2 separate regions of the Mus musculus genome follow, and region 2 is linked to region 1. Evidence: chromatin contacts called from public Hi-C data. All regions are on one chromosome and are shown on one strand. Each heading gives the region's core, a stretch centred on a gene start, on an enhancer-like site or on the middle of the called end of the contact. The rest is flanking DNA. Distances are from core to core; before and after follow the strand shown. Region 1 overlaps Ptchd4 (patched domain containing 4). Region 2 overlaps Opn5 (opsin 5).

Region 1 (4,190 bases), core at 844-3,343:
ATCAGGGCTTTGAATATTGTTAAGTTTTTAAGAAATTCTTAAATTTAAATAAATTTTATGAATCCCAGATCATTAGTCCCAACCCCAACTTCCTTAAAACAGAAACCGAACACAAACAAAAGCACTTCTTATAGTTTTACACAGCCTGTTCTTCATGGGTAGCTCAGCATGGCTTTTGCAGATCACTAGTACAGTAGACAGCAGTCTTTAGTAACTACTTTCATGTAAGAAGAGAAAGGTGACAGACTAGTAAGGTTAAACTAATTTCTTACAAAGTTTTAAAATGTATGTAAGTAAAGCAGCTGGCTCTCTCTAGGCATTGTCATCTCCAATCCTTCAAGAGGCTAAAAGAACAAAGTACTAACTTTCTGTATGCTGACACATCATCTTTTAATTCTCTAGTCTTTGTTTACTCATGCTAGCCATTCCATGGCCTCATGTACTCTCCTTCTAATACTATTTGTTTCTAGGTCATACACAAGCCTTCCTCCTATAGACAAGCCTATCTATCATTTGCTTGTTTTCCATAGTTCCCTCCTTCTTTTCCCATCTGTGCCTTTTTCTCCTTGAGTCCACTTCAACTTTCTATCCCTGATGTCTCCAAGTTTACCCTGGATAATTAATGCAGCAGTCATTGGACTGGAGGGTATATGTATTGCCTCAAAATTCCAAGTCTGGCAATGAACTGTTTCTACAAAGGACCATGTAGGCTTTTATGGTCTCTGTGATTATGTTGTCTAGAACCTTTCCCATGGCTCTAAAGGCCAAGCAGAAGGCCTGTTCCTCATTCTCCACAGCCTCATGACCATGATCATTCCTGATTCCTGAGAAGTGCATCTGTTCATTTATCATGGACTGAATAGGTCTCAGTAATGGGGGAAGTATATTCCCCAGAGAGATTGAATGAAAAACACATAGCTCACCTAAAAGGCAACAGCAACCATCAGCACATGTGGGTATCAATGCCCTGGTGATGTTCCAGAGGCAGGAACTGTGTCACACCTCCCCTTATGCAGCCTTGCTGGACTGGCATTGACTTATCAGTGTTTTTTTCTAATTCTTAGCTCTCTCAGAATAACATTTGTAAAGTTTTATTTGTTTCTTGAATTAGATACCTTAATATGTCCTATATGCTAATATTTAATATTAATTTTCTTACATTGTTCTCTCTTCTTTTCTAGCTTTTCCATGGCCCCATGAGTCCATTTTAATGAGTAAATATATTATCATAATTTCCTTTTTATTTGCTATTATGAAATACATTGACAAAAGCCAACTTACTGGAGAAAGGGTTTATTTTTAGTTATTTTAGTTCACAATTCCAGGTTATATTCCATTACTGAGAGAAAGTCACAGCAGTAGAAATGTGAGACTGCTAGTCCTATCATATCCACATTGAATAATAGAAAAAGATGAATGCAAACATGCTCGTTTGCTTGCTTATGTTCAGCTCAATTTCTGATACACCCTACCACCTAGGGATTGGTGCCACCCACAGTGAACTGGGTCTTTCCACATTAATGAGCAATTTTTGACAGCCATGCCTTCATTCCAGCCCAATGTAGATAATCCCTCATTGAGACTCTCTTCCCAGCTGATTCTAGGTTGTATCAGGTTGACAGTTAAAGCTACCAATCACATTCACTTACTTATTTTGTTAGACCCTTTGAAGGAAGAAATAGAAGATCTTAGCATAACAAATCATTGGAAGTTACATCAAATATTGTAGGTAGCATTGAATAGCATGTACTCTTAATGTATAATACTATCCAAAATTAATTACACTTACAGGCTGACTCCTGATTCCTTAAGGTTTTATAAACTCTATAGCAGTGGTTCTCAATTTTTCTAAGCCTATGACCCTCTAATACAGTTCCTCATTTTGTGGTGATCTCTAACTATAAAATTACTTAGTCAGTACTTTATAACTGTTATGAATCATAATGTGAATATCTGATATGCAATTTATCTGCTGTATGAGCCCTGTGAAAGGATCATTTGACTCCCAAAGGGATCGTGACCCACAGGTTGAGAGCTGCTGCTCTGGATTCATCCTCAATTTTTGCATATGTTTTTTATTAAAGTAGTTGGTCATGCACTGAATGGAATTTAAGAATGAAGCATACTGCTAAGTAACCCAGTTGTACTCAGACTAAGAACTATGTAGACCAGTTCTGAAGAAGTTCATTTGAGGCCAGTTGATATGTTAGGTTAGACTCTATAAATGGAAATAAGTGTAAATATTCCTCTCACTGCCCAATTTGTGGTGCTTCTATTTTTAGTTCTTGGATTAGACAGCAAATCAAGATTGGTGAGTAAGAGATACAGAAATGAGTAGAAAAGCAATTCATCCACATTGTAGGATGACGGATGTGCCAGAGAGCTTCAAATCTCCCTTTTTGGACATCAGAGCAGTCCTCAAATGCACGTCCATCAAACACAGCCCCAGCCATCCTCATTAATTATAGTTGACTCGGATGTCAAATCAGAATGTTCCAAGAAAAATATTTCTGACATGGGGCAGCTGTAATTGCCAAGTAGAACGTGCAAGAGTGCTCGCTGTCATTCACACTCTGGAAACGGCAAACTGAGAATACAGTAAAGCTTACGTCATTGATTTTCCAATGAAAAAAATAAAGCCCTTAGCAGGTAAAATTCACTTTAAAAGCTAAGTTTTATTATCTATATAAAATTAAGTCTTAAGCCAGAGTTTCCACCTCCTTTCATCTAATACAAGAAAAATTTGACATAGAAAAATAGAAGTACACTATATGTTTACTTGGGAGCCCTAAAGGCTTACTTCCTAAGAACTGAGGTGCCTTTGGGCAGTGATTCCATCTGGTTTTCTGAAACATTTTGACTTGTACACGTGTTAAATATATGTATATCAGATTTGTTGGTTACTTGGTACCTTTACTTTTTTATATTTCTCTCTCTCTCTCTCTCTCTCTCTCTCTCTCTCTCTCTCTCTCTCTCTCTCTCTCGTGTGTTTGTGTGTATGTGTGTGTCTATCTGTCTTTCAGCCTGTCTGTCTCTATCTGTATATGTGTCTCTGTATGTGCATGTCTGTGTCTGTGTGTGTCTGTGTATAAACATTCTTTATGTGAATGTGGCACATCTAGACCAATGTGTTCCTGGGTGATCTTTGTCTTCCACTTTGTTTGAAACAGGTTCTTTGTCCTTTGGGTTTTGTTGTTGTTGTTGCTTACTCTGCATACCAAGCTCACTGGCCTGCTAGCTTCCAGGGGATCTATTTCTCCTTCCTCACATTATTTCTTAGGAACAAAAGAACTATAGACTATCAACCTGCTATTTTAAGTGGGTCCCAGAGGTTCAAACCCAGAACTTTCTGCTTATACAAGAAGTGTTTTTTTACCATTACTGAGCCATCTCTCTAGCCCTTTCCATTTAAAAAAGTTTTCATTATATAGTTAGTATACAGGATACGGTGTCACATAAGGCCCTTTTAATACATGTACATATTGTACATTGGTTGTATTCCCTTCCATGCCCTCCACTCTTCCCCCATCCCCCACCCCCACCCCCATCCCCCATCCCCCATCCCTCATTCTATTCTTTATTCCTAGATTCTTTTGGTTTTCCTGAGGATTTTTCATCTAGATCAAGACAAAACTCTAAAATTTAAATCTTGGCTGTCAACCTGGCTGACTAGATAACACCCTTAGAGGCAAAATCTGAGTACATCCCTCAGTTTAGATTTTCTACAAAGAATATGTTATTTCTTTTTGCTGTGACTGACCTGGTCTAACTAGGAATAAGAATAGGCACAGGTGAGTGATTTATCCAGGAACTCATCCCATTTGAAGTCAAAATTCTAAACAATATCATAGTTAACATCATAAATCAGCATAAAATTAAAATCTGTGTCATATTAGATCGATATCCAAAGACATCCTTTGAGATGTCAGAATGAAAAACAGAGGCAAGACTAGGCATATTAGTGAGTAGCAAAGATGAATGAAGGAGATGGAGGTATTTTTACCAGAAAGAAAAGAGTAATATTAGAGTAAGCTATTTTTAGTAACAAAAAGGTGGGGTTTTGGAGAAACAAGACGAATGACTCAGTTCGTGGGGTAAAAGTAAAAAAGAACGCAAAACAGGAGCCAGGGAGCACGGAAGGGCTCCACCCCTGTTTGATTTGGAGACTGCGATGATGAGTGTAGTCAGGA
Region 2 (4,307 bases), core at 1,195-3,694, 220 kb after region 1:
GAAAAGCCTTCAGAGCAGAAAAGACAGCAAACCCCAAAGCTTGCAGAAAATCCCCTTGCGTGAAGGCCAAGGCAGCAGAAGAGATTAATGTGACCTAGAGACAAAAACTAATATCCATGCTAGGTCTCCATCCAAAATGGAGGTTTTGTTTATTTTGTTTTGTCTTGTCTTGTCTTGTCTTGTCTTGTCTTGTCTTGTCTTGTCTTGTCTTGTCTTGTTTTGTTGGGGTAGTGAACATCGTGTGTGTGTGTGTGTGTGTGTGTGTGTGTGTGTGTGTGTGTGTGTGTGTGTGTGAGAGAGAGAGAGAGGGGGGGGAGAGAGAGAGTGCACTCATGCACATGTATGTTGGTTTGTTTGAAACAGGGCCTCACGTAGCCCAAACTGGCCTCAAATGTATTCTGTAGCTGAAGAGGGTAACCCTAGGCTACTGCACATCTTGCCTTCACCTCCCAAATGTTGTGATTTTGAGCTCTGGTACTATGTCCAGCCTGGAGTAGAGCCTTTGACAAGGTCATCTACCACAAATATCAATATCTGTGTCTGTCTCTGTCCCTCAGTCTGCCTCCCTCTCCCCCTCCTCTCTTTCACGTAGTAGAATGCTCCTCAGCCTGATAGAGCCACTGCAGTGCAGCTTCGCTGTGTTTTGCTTTGCTTTAGCTATCAGTGTCCAGGACTTCAAACCCCTGGACCTGCTAACACAATTCTCTAACTCTCTATCTTACTCTATCTACTACATGGTCCTGAATAAGAGCCTCTCTCTGTGTTAAGACAACCTACATTAGCTGCATATCTGTGGCATGCCTGATTCTAAAATGTGCTTCTTCCATGTTTAGAATAGAATGCAGCTGGGTCACAAACTTTTGACTGAAAATCTATCCTGTCTACAAGAAATCCAGGGATGGGAGATGGAGCAGAGACTGAGGGAATGGCCAACCAATAACCACCGGCCCAACTTGAGACCCATCCCATGAGCAAGCACCAATCGTTGACACTATTAATGATACTCTGTTATGCTTGCAGACAGGAGCCTAGCATGGCTGTCTTCCAAGAGGTTCCACCCAGCAGCTGACTCAGACGGATGCAGACATTCACAGCTAAACAGTGGATGGAGCTTAGAACTCTTCCCCCCCCCCCTTTTTTTTATTAGATATTTTCTTTGTTTACATTTCAAATGTTATCCCCTTTCCTAGTTTCCCCTTGGAAAATCCCCTATCCTCTCCCCCCTCCCCCTGCTCCCCAACCTACCCACTCATGCTTCCTGGCCCTGGCATTCCCCTATACTGGGGCATAGAACCTTCACAGAACCAAGGGCCTGTCCTCCCATTGATGACCAACTAGGCCATCCTGTGCTACATATGCAGCTAGAGCTAGTCCTTCCATGTGTTTTCTTTGATTGATGGTTTAGTCCCAGGGAGCTCTGGGGGTACTGGTTAGTTCATATTGTTGTTCCTCCTAGGGGACTGCAAACCCTTTCAGCTTCTTGGGTACTTTGTCTAGCTCCTTCATTGGGGACCCTGTGGAGCTTAGAACTCTTATGAAAGAATAGAAAGAAGGATTGAAGACCCAGAAGGGGATGAGAACTCCACAGGAAGACCAACAGAGTCAACTAACCTTAACCCTTTGGGCTCTCAGAGACTGAAACCACCAATCAAAGTGCATACAGGGGCTGGACCTAGGCTTCCCCACACATATGTAACAGATGTACAGCTTGGTTTTCATGGTGGATCCTGAACAACTGGAACGGGGCCTGTCACAAAAGCTGTTGCCTAGATGTAGGATATGTTGTTCTAGCTGTGATGCCTTGTCTGTCCTCAGTGGGAGAGGATGTACCTAGCCTGGAAGACTTGATACCAGGGTAGGAGGATACCCAGGGGCCCCCACCCACACAGAGGAGAAGGGGGAAAGGAATGGGGGAAGGCTTGTGGGAGGGGGTGACTGGGAGGGAGTCAGTGAGAGATTGAGAAGTGAATAAGTAAAAAATAAACGATAAAAATAAAATAAAATAATAAAAAATAAAGAATGCATCTGAGTAAGGGAAGAAGACAAAATTTTTAGGGATGTATTGGAAGAAAGTGTGTTATAGACAGTAAACGTGACCCAGATTTACCAATGAAAGCCCAGGTGGAAGAAAACACCTTCTGGTGAATTCCTCTAAGCGCACTGGCTGGGGAAGGAAGAGTGTGATTTCTGAGATCTCTTGAGCAGACTGGTAAGGCTGAAAGCAGTTTCAATGTCTCAGGCCAATTAAGAGTATTTTTTTAAATTCCGTCTTGTCTGTGTCCGCCTTAAGCAAAAGTCAGCTATTACTCACTGGTGAAGGATGTAGCTGAAATGGCAGGGTTCATAGGGACAGGCATTTTACATGCAGAACCAGGAAGGGAGCCTTAGGCTAGCAGATGGAGAAAAACCGAACCATGCCCGCTGCTCTCCCGCCATCTCGTGGCAAGAGTAGAAATGGCAGGCACTTTGCAGCCTTGCACAAACCGCGTGGGGTTCACACAGGCTTGCAGAGCCTCTTTCCGCTTCTAACATACAAACACATTTAAGCGTTTATGATACTGGAGTCTATCTGTACCCAGTACCGCCTTCTCAAGCAACCTGAAGCAAGCAAACTCTCAAGAAGAGGGCAACATATCTGCTATTTAATATTGCATCGACTCAATAGGTCGAGAATTATTATTAAACTTGGTTTTTGTAAACTAGCAGCAGTAGAAAATTCGATTTAGGAAAAGGCACACTATTTTAAAAGGGAAAGCGAGAAGCTGCTTTTAAAAAAAAGTCTCCAATGCAAAAGCAAACACTTTAACGGCTCGTCCTTCCTCCCTAACAGCCTGAGACTACAGACAGCTAGATAACAGATTTTGAATCCAAATAAAGGTTAGGGTATAGTCAGTCAATCATGGAGCAAGATGACACACACCCAAAATTACTCTTTCTTAAATAAAGTACAGTTAAAGAAAGAATATTATAGCTCCTTTGCTCGGTTATCTGAAATGTCTAAGAAACAAGAGAAAATCCAGAAGTTTTCAATTTGACCCACAGAGTAGCTTATCTGGAAATGCATGAATGCACACTGGTGTGTGTGTGTGTGTGTGTGTGTGTGTGTGTGTGTGTGTGTGTGTGTGTCTGTGTCTGTGTGTCTGTCTGTATCTCTTGAGTGTCTGTGTGAGTGAGTGTGTGTGTGTGTGTGTGTGTGTGTGTGGTGTGTGTGGTGTGTGTGTGTGGTGTGTGCATGTCTGGATGTGTATGCATGTGTGTGTGTGTGTGTGTATCTGTGTGTCTGCCTGTAGCTCTGTGTGTTTCTTTGAGTGAGGTATGTCTGTCTGTCTGTATCTATTGAGTGTGTCTCTGGGTGGGGTGTGTGTGTGTGTGTGTGTGTATCTCCATGTGTCTGTCTGTCTGTCTGTATCTCTGTATTTCTGTGTGTGTCTGTGGGCGAGGTATGTCTGTCTGTCTGTATCTCTTGAGTGTGTGTGTGTGTGTGTGTGTGTGTGTATCTGTGTGTCTGTCTGTAGCTCTGTGTGTTTCTGTGAATGAGGTATGTCTGTCTGTCTGTATCTATTGAGTGTCTCTGTGTGTAGGGTGTGTGTGTGTGTGCACGCACATGTGTTATTTCTGCCTATCTGCATCTCTGTGTATTTCTCTGTATGTGGTATGTCTGTCCGTCTGCATCTCTGTGTGTTTCTGTGGATGTGGAATGTCTGAATTTATGAGTGTCTGTGTGTGTGGTGTGGTGCATGTGCACGTGTGTGCATATGCAAATGTGTAGACTGAATATTAATGTTAGGTGTCTTTCTCAATCGCTTGCCACCTTATTGGGGGCACTAGGGTCTTTCAGTGACGCTGTTGTACTCCACGCCTCACAGTGTTCCTGTCTCCACTTCCCAAGGCTGGGATTACAAGGATGTATTGTCACAGCCATGGATGCTACCTATCCAAATCAGGTCTTCATGCTCACAGCAAGGACTTTATCCACTGAACTTCTCGGGCACGTGAATTAAACTCCCTGATATCAGTACTTTTAAGTGCCTCCTATAATGTCTTTGTGCAGCCAACTTTAAGGACCGTGGTAGAAGCTTGTAGTGAGTTCTTACACTACAATAAAAATCACCGTTGCCCCAGCAACTCTTGTCTTCTCTCAGAGTGACTTGTCATGGTCTTTGGCTAGCATTTCCCCTTCAAGATTCTATCATGTTACATTTTTTTTTCACCAGGTCTCCATGCTGGTGAGAAAGTAGTCACAGAGTGCAAATCAGTGGGCTGTTAGATCCTGAACCCATAGCCCAGTGCACTCTGAAATATGGCAG

The links. A called contact is a pair of places that touch in the nucleus more often than the background predicts.
Region 2: a contact with region 1 is called in a Hi-C map of adipose-derived mesenchymal stem cells, with 4 times the contacts expected there. The contact joins two enhancer-like sites. A contact is called at or near these places in 3 of 39 promoter capture datasets (embryonic stem cells and second pharyngeal arch cranial neural crest), 1 of 15 datasets of contacts at CTCF or cohesin (embryonic stem cells), 7 of 484 Hi-C or Micro-C datasets (adipose-derived mesenchymal stem cells, cerebral cortex, embryonic fibroblasts and 3 more) and 1 of 9 other capture datasets (adipose tissue).

Annotation. Positions count from the first base shown.
Region 1 is chr17:42,385,953-42,390,142 of GRCm38.p6, forward strand. All of the region lies in intron 2 of Ptchd4 (patched domain containing 4), which reads left to right. Among named protein-coding and RNA genes, the nearest start is that of Ptchd4, 71 kb to the left of the region's middle. Within about 2 kb of position 2,094, at least 9 of the 459 cell types and tissues checked have an H3K27ac peak or open chromatin away from gene starts, as enhancers often do. A contact at or near this core is called in adipose-derived mesenchymal stem cells, where this site is marked.
Region 2 is chr17:42,601,172-42,605,478 of GRCm38.p6, forward strand. All of the region lies in intron 2 of Opn5 (opsin 5), which reads right to left. Among named protein-coding and RNA genes, the nearest start is that of Opn5, 8.0 kb to the right of the region's middle. Within about 2 kb of position 2,445, at least 25 of the 459 cell types and tissues checked have an H3K27ac peak or open chromatin away from gene starts, as enhancers often do. A contact at or near this core is called in adipose-derived mesenchymal stem cells, where this site is marked.